Regions from separate parts of the Ovis aries genome. Here region 2 is linked to region 1. A link is a contact called in public Hi-C data. All regions are on one chromosome and are shown on one strand. Each heading gives the region's core, a stretch centred on a gene start, on an enhancer-like site or on the middle of the called end of the contact. The rest is flanking DNA. Distances are from core to core; before and after follow the strand shown. Region 1 has its middle 39 kb from the start of GPT2. Region 2 holds the start of GPT2 (glutamic--pyruvic transaminase 2).

Region 1 (3,963 bases), core at 592-3,091:
GGAAGAGGGTGTTTGCTATAACCAGTGCATTCTCTTGGCAAAAGTCTATTAGCCTTTGCCCTGCTTCATTCTGTATTCCAAGGCCAACTTTGCCTGTTACCCCAGGTGTTTCTTGACTTCCTACTTTTGCATTCCAGTCTCCTATAATGAAAAAGACATCTTTTTTGGGTGTTATTTCTAAAAGGTCTTGTAGGTCTTCATAGAACCTTTCAACTTCAGCTTCTTCAGCATTATTGGTCAGGGTCTAGACTTGGATTACCGTGATATTGAATGGTTTGCCTTGGAAATGAGCAGAGACCATTCTGTCGTTTTTGAGATTGCATCCAAGTACTGCATTTCGGACTCTTTCGTTGACTATGAGGGCTGCTCCATTTCTTCTAAGGGATTCCTGCCTGCAGTAGTAGATATAATGGTCATCTGAGTTAAATTCCCCCATTCCAGTCCATCCAGCTCACTGATTCCTAGAATGTTGACGTTCACTCTTGCCATCTGTCAGAAACCCCACATCCAAGGTAAGAGAAACCCAAGTAAGACGGTAGGCACTGAGAGAGGGCATCAGAGGGCAGACAGACTGAAACCACAATCACAGACAACTGGCCAATCTGATCACACGGACCACAGCCTTGTCTAACTCAATGAAACTAAGCCATGCCTTGTGAGGCCACCCAAGACGGATGGGTCATGGTGGAGAGGTCTGACAGAATGTGGTCCACTGGAGAAGGGAATGGCAAACCACTTCAGCATTCTTGCCTTGAGAACCCCATGAACAGTATGAAAAGGCAAAAAGATAGGACACTGAAAGAAGAACTCCCCAGTAGGTGCCCAATATGCTACTGGAGGTCAGTGGAGAAATAACTCCAGAAAGAATGAAGGGATGGAGCCAAAGCAAAAACAACACCCAGTTGTGGATGTGACTGGTGATAGATCAAGGTCCGATGTTGTAAAGAGCAATATTGCATAGGAACCTGAAATGTTAGGTCCATGAATAAAGGCGAATCGGAAGTGGACAAACAGGAGATGGCAAGAGTGAACGTCGACATGAACTATACAGTCCATGGAATTCTCCAGGCCAGAATACTAGAGTGGGTAGCCTATCCCTGCTCCAGGGGATCTTCCCAACCCAAGGATCAAACCCAGGTCTCCCGCACTGCAGGTGGATTCTGTACCAGCTGAGCCACAAGGGAAGCCCTTGAGTGTTGTAAGCAAACAGCAAATTAGCCAAGATAGCTGTGGTCAGGCTTTCTCACCCCACAGCCTCTCGCCCCACGTTTTGTAAATACATGGTTATGTAACAGTTGAGATCACTTATAGCACTGCATATGCGTGTCACAATGTACTCTCTTGGCCACAGGCCGCTTTTGTTCTGTTTGCCTATATAAGCTCCACCTGAAAAGCCCTTGTGACTGCATTATGGCTGCGTCTGCTGGGTCAGCTGTGAGAGAATACAGCATGTCTGCTGCTACAGCTGCTGTGCTAGTCAGGAGAAAACAAACGTGTTTGCAGTTCCTACGGCTCCTTGAGTTTTCTTCCAGCTTCTCCGCTCTCGCCTTGACTACTGTGGGTTCAGCGAATACTGAGATACAGCAAGACAAGCGTCTAGCAATAGATGTATTGAGGGAGGGCCGATAGAAGGAGATACAAATAGGAGCCTTTTCAGGCCCAAGGTTCTGAAAAACCACAAGCTGCTTCTATGTTGGAGGAAAGTGGAATAACCCTGATTTACGAGTGGAGAGCTGGCAGGTGAACTTGCTTTTGCTGGACTGTGTGACTCGAACCTGCAGGCTTCTGTGAGCAGCAGCACCAGTGGGTATGACTGCCATCTAGTGCCAGATGTCACCTTCTGCAAGTTGTTTACTTGCTGTTTCCAGCTGAAGGGCATTTGGGGAGCCAAATGGAAGTAGGAGGTCATTACCCCTATCATCAGGAAGAACCTTAAAATCAGGCTTTTGATATTATCTCTAATTTATCTTATTATAGATGCAGAATCTAACTGATTGGATGGAATAAAAGGGCAATCATTCCACAATATAAAATTTGTGTCTCATTTCAAACCTCTAGGTTACTATGAATTTCGTAGATGCTACATAATCTTTTTTATAAAGAAATCCTGGAATGGACACATTTATGATTCAGGAGTCTTGTAGGAAACAGGTAGCATGCTTCAAAGGGGTGGCTGGGGAGAGTTTAATGAAAGGGCTACTCAGAAAGGATGGGAAGGGACTCAGGGAAACAGTCAAGACCAGGAAAGCACTGTAGAGTTAGTGACAGTCGGAAGCAGCTAGCACTCACAGGCCAGATGGAGCAAAAAGCAGAAGAGGACCCAGAAGAACTGTTCCACAGGAGAGAGCCACTTGACAGTTGCTGTGGCCTCAGCTGTGGTTCTTGGTTGGGAAGCACACCCTTAGAGGAGGATTCACATGAAAGCAGTGTAATAAGGAATCCTTGGACAGATGGGAAGGGGTAGGGGCGCATAAGCAGGGCAGAGAAGGAGAGAAGTTCAGCAAGATATTATCTCAGGCAGAATTCTGTGGAAAGGCAGTGTTAGCCTGACCCCTCGGAGGAACTTTGAGAGGTAGGTTGTTTCTCAGAAGGTCTACCTGGAGGCAAAGAGGCTTGGCATTGAGACTCTTAACTTGCCATTCATTGGTCAGGTGGATGGGGATGAGAGGAAGCAGGGCATTATACAGGACCTGGACCTTCTAAACATTCAGTTAGGGTGAAGCGCTAACTCCAAGGCTCTGAGAGCGCTACCTGGGCTCAGCTGAAGGTTCTGGGTGTTAGAAGAACACGCTGAAAATCACTACAAAGGCATCCAAAGGGATCTGTGTGAAGCAAGAGCATCTGTTTCTACCAGGGATTAAACCAGTGAGACACGATGGTTCAGTTAACTCCTGAAGGAGAAAGACACTGAGATGGATTTGGAGTACCAGAGGTTTATTTAGCGGAGAGGGCAATGTCTGATACAGGGGGGCCTCACCACAATCTGAGCTGACATTCTCAGCCAATCCCATGGAAACTCTAAAACAAAGGTTGTCCTTTAGAAGAGTTATGCAGTGGGCAGAAGTGACCAGGCCCTCATACCCCCTTGCATGCCCAGGAATTGATTGGTAGCAGACCAGGAAAGGCACAGATCCTGAAGATGGTATCGCTGGAGGCTCTTGGCTAAAGGTTCTGCTTGTGGCTGAATGGCAAGTTCTTTTACAAGGGAGGTCCAAATGGAGCACTCCCTCAGCTGCCACACTTAATCAAATGCAGTATTTCTGTTGTCTCAGCCACCTCCCCAACACCAGGAAAGAAGAGCTTGCCTGCATGGAGTAGTAGAGAAACAAAAGGCAGAGGGACCTCCCTGGTGGACCACTGGTTAAGAATCTGCCTTCCAATGCAAAGGATGTGGGTTCGACCCCTGGTTAGGGAATTTAGACTGAGTCTGCATGCTGCAACCAAAGCCCAAACGTCACAAAGAAGATCCCACGCCCTGCAACTAAGGCCCAGTGAAGCCACGTAGATGAAATAAGTAAATATTAAAAGAAAAGAAACAATAGGCCCAGAGAGAAATGTTGTCTTGGTGGCTCACTTGAGTACCTAGATGCAGCTACATCTGAAGCCCAGTCACATGCTTGGCTTTTTTGGTTATGTGAACCCGTCAACAGTCTTTCTGCATAAGCCAATTCGAGTTTGGGTTTTCTTTTTCAGCAAAAGAAATCTTCCTGATTAATATGCTCTCTGAGCTTTACTTTCCTTAACTGTAAAATATGACTCGGGGTTTGAGAAGGAAGAAGGACAACTAATATAAAGCACAGGCACAGAGTAGATGTCCCCAAATAGTATTTAATACTATCAGAGAAAAAGGAAAAGGAGGCAAAGCAAGGCAAGGGCCACCTCTGGAGGGCCCTCTGTGTCCAGGGCCGGCCAGTGGGCTGAGTTCAGTGCTCAGCAAAGTCTGGTACCTGTCTTGAACTTTCC
Region 2 (3,963 bases), core at 702-3,201, 39 kb before region 1:
TAACAGGGAGACTGTTGTCTCAAGGAGGGCCAGCTCCAGTCTGCCAGATATCAACAAGGAGCAGAAACCTTTTTTCTGCCTGTGGTCCACTTTTGGGACAGGGAGGCACAGAAACCAAGCCAGCTTTCCGAGGACCAAGCTTTAAATTTGGCCTTGCAAGGAGTCAGAGGGAGACACTGGACTTCACTTATTCAACTCACTGTTTTGAGTCAGCATAACTGGGTGTCCTGATGAAGTCTCAGCGAGCCGTGAGCTCATCAAACGCCCCGAAGTGCCCATGTTACAGTCATGGTCCCATCATGGCTTCTTCCCAAGCATTCAAGGACCATTAAGTGTCCAACTCACCCCCAGGACATTCAGTTCTGGTGCCTATGAGAGTGAGATCAAAGAAGCCTCCCCCCTTCTGGGTTAGGACTACCTTGAGCAAGCAGCTGGGTGACTACTTCATCTGCTCCTATAAATCTTAGGAATATATACAATTTTTTACATTCCCCTTCTGGACCCTGCCTCCTGAATTCCACCAGCCTTAGAACTCTGGTAAACTACAGAGGTGTTTCTTTCACCCATCAGAGCCACCTCGTTGTAGGGGGACAGGAATCACTACCAGGTGTGTGGTCACCTTATATACAGCTGTGAACTCAAGATTCCAGTCTGCTGGCCGCCAGGAGGAAGAAAGTTCCAGGGCCACCCTGCCAAGGCCCCAAAGGCCCAAGCCTCTGCTACCCACTGTGGGCGACTGTTTCCTCAGAGAACAAAATAAGGGTGTCAGTCAAGGTTCCAAAGGGGCTCTAGGGGAAGGAATTGTGCGGGACCACTTTTGTCAGGGAATCATTCCTGGAAGAATGACCCAGAAGGTCTCAGAGAGAGAAAAAGCTTCGGGAGAACACTCAGGTCTCTTCAGAGCCTTCATCGCACCTCTGGTGCCTAACGTGATCTCTGAAATTCTCCTTTATGTCTTTCCTGCCTGTCGTTGTCCTCACGCTCACGCCCCAGTGGATCTTGGTTCCACTCAAGTAAGACAGCCACATAGCAGGCAGTGCCTGGCACTAAGGGCCACTCAATTATAATTGATGAATTCAGTTCAACAAGTGAACCATATCTGAGGGCCTTACTTTGTGCCAGGTGCCGGGCACTAGTGAGGGAAGGGTTGGGGGGAGGGCATTCTCTCATTTCAGTCAAGATTGGCAGAATGAAGGAGCTTGGCCACGCGGCTGGAGGAAGTACAGCGGTTGGACCCCAGGAGGCGACAGCTGCTACTGCTCCCCCCTCGCCCCCACCAGTGCCCCTTGGCCTCCCAGGGCCCTCCCGCCCCACGCGGGCCCGGGCGCCCGCGCTCACCCGCTGCAGCTCGAGCTCGATCTCGCCGGCCTTGAGCACGATAGGTCCCCGCACCGCGTACTCCACCGCCTTCACCTGCGGGTTCATGGACTCGAGCGTAAGGATGCGCTCGCGCCGGCTCCGCTCGGGCCGCACTTTGAGCACCGCCGAGGCCTCGGCGGCCGCGCTGCTCTGACTACGGCCCCAGGGGCCGAGGGTCCGGGGGCAGCAGCCCCGCCGGACCAGCGCCGCCGCCCGCTGCATCGCGCGGCCGCCGAGTGAAACCTTGGGACAAATAGGGAAAGAGAACAAACACGTCGCGCACAGCCCAAGGCAGGCACGCGGGCACCCACCCCCAAGCTCAGCTAAGGGCTCCTTCAGCGAGAGGTGCCAGCCTGGCTCCGGGGACGGGTGCCCATCCCCCGGCGACTCGGACCCTGCACCTCGCCGCTGCAGAGCGAAAGCGCTGCACAACCGGGTTTTGCAAAGGCTGAGCCCAGTGCATGCGTGCAACGTGCCTGTCGCCGCCTGGTCACCCCTTCGTCGAGTCCGGCTAGAAAGCTCGCCTAGGGCAGCTCCTCGGCTCAGGCGCCGGCAGCCGCATCCCAGCTCCCGCACGCAGCACCGGGCCCCCAGCGCTCACACACCCACAGCCTGCGAGTCCGCCCGGGCCTCCCCGCTGGCTCCTGGGCCTTGTAGTTCCCTTGTCGTTTTTCAGAACAGGTGTGGCGAACTGGTTGAACTACAAGTCCCATAGTGCCCCGCGCTGGCCTGATCTGGGGGCCGGGCTGGAGGCGGGAGCGAGGGTCTGGCTCTGCCGTGAGCTGGGCGGGCTCTTTGTCTGGCTGAAGGGTCTGGGATTCCGGAGGGGGTCTGGCGGGGGCTCTCCTCGCGGCTTTCTGCGAATTTAGAGCTATTTGGTGCTTCTCCCTGGAGGCGCATCCCGCATTCCCCCACACAACCCTTTCCCCAACATCTGCAAAGACATAGGCGGAGAGATGGTGCAGTCCTCGCCCCAAGTTTCATCATCCAGGGTTCAGTGGCCGCTGTTTAGGAAGCAGGGGTGGGGTGGGGGTTAGGAGTTTGCGACTTGACTGCCACTTTTACCCGTCTCAACGTCGGTTTTCTTGTCAAAAGGGAGATCAACTCTCAGCCTTTAAGGATTGTCGTGAAAATTAAAGGACCAACACAGCTGGTATATACCAGGTGGTCAGGCTTCCTGACAGCTCCATTTGTAACGCTACCCCACCTCCACTACCTCTTTTAATTTCCTTTCTAGCATCAGAAATTTAGATACTTTTTACTGGCTCCCGCATTAACCATGTAAGCTCCAGAAGGCAGGGGCAACGTTTTTCTCGTTCATTGTGTTCACAACGTATTCACACAACCTCTGAGTGTTAGCAGCACATAGTAAGAACTCAGTAAACGTTTGTTGAGAATGGATGCTCAGCTTTTTGTAGCTTTTTTTTTTTTTTTGTAAAGGTACCTGCTGTTGACTGAAAAAAGATGTACAACTTGAGAGTTGTGAGTTAAGTTTTATTTTAGGCAAAATGAGGACTGAAGCCTGGAAGGCACCATCTCAGATAGCTCTGAGAGACTGCTCCAAAGCGGCAGTGGGGGAAAGTCAATATATAAGGTTTTGGTGAAGGGGATGTTCAATACCATGAAGCACTCAATTTACAAAAGGGTTTTTTGTTAGTCATGAGGGTCTGATGTCACCATGATGGTTTGCAGCATGGGGTTCAATCTCCGCAGAGGCAGATGGCAAATGCCTTGTTCTGTTACTGTCAATGCTCTTGGTAAGTGCCGATTTGTTGTTGACATGGCCCCCTTGTGGTCATAAATCCTACCAAACTTTGGGGGTCATTTCATAACCATTTTGTCCCACGTTGCTGGGAAGGCTCATCCCCAGTTCTGAAGAAGGTTTTTGTTGATAAGACACTCAATGTGCTATTACTGGACTAGGTCTTAATAGTCAAAGATCTCTGGACACCTGTCTTCTAGTTATAGTCCAGGAGAGTATTCCCTCTTGTTGCATCTTTTCATACCTGCTGCTGCTAAGTCGCTTCAGTCGTGTCCAACTCTGTGTGACCCCATAGACGGAAGCCCACGAGGCTCCCCCGTCCCTGGGATTCTCCAGGCAAGAACACTGGAGTGGGTTGCCATTTCCTTCCCCAATGCATGAAAGTGAAAAGTGAAAGGGAAGTCGCTCAGTCGTGTCCGACTCTTCGCGACCCCATGGACTGCAGTCTACCAGGCTCCTCCGTCCATGGGATTTTCCAGGCAAGAGTACTGGAGTGGGGTGCCATTGCCTTCTAGAGTTACAGTATTACAATCATTGATCATATATTGAACTATACATTTGATCAGCTGCTTCAAGTCTAGTCATCATTTCCATTGAAGTCTCCATCATATACTTGGTAATACAAGTAAGAATAATCTTGTGAAACAAGCAAAATACAAATGGTATAGTTAACAACATTAGTGGAATTAAAAGTAAATATTTTATCCATGAGCCTCCCCCACCAATTTTTATTTAAAGATTGTCAAGACTAGGGAATGGGTCACTTAGAGCAGAAACCTCATTTTTCATGTGGTTCAAATGTGTTACATTAAAGGATTTATCAGGTACAAAAATACAGCATT

The links. A called contact is a pair of places that touch in the nucleus more often than the background predicts.
Region 2: a contact with region 1 is called in a Hi-C map of mixed tissues, with 3 times the contacts expected there. The contact joins the promoter of GPT2 here to the enhancer-like site in region 1. A contact is called at or near these places in 7 of 16 Hi-C or Micro-C datasets (blood, hypothalamus, liver and 4 more).

The regions. Positions count from the first base shown.
Region 1 is chr14:14,818,814-14,822,776 of ARS-UI_Ramb_v3.0, reverse strand. No RefSeq gene overlaps it. Among named protein-coding and RNA genes, the nearest start is that of GPT2, 39 kb to the left of the region's middle. Within about 2 kb of position 1,841, at least 7 of the 54 cell types and tissues checked have an H3K27ac peak or open chromatin away from gene starts, as enhancers often do.
Region 2 is chr14:14,858,019-14,861,981 of ARS-UI_Ramb_v3.0, reverse strand. GPT2 (glutamic--pyruvic transaminase 2) reads right to left here and starts at 1,951. Exons shown (of 12, transcript XM_004014968.6): 1 at 1,836-1,951; 2 at 1,339-1,602. The coding sequence starts at 1,581.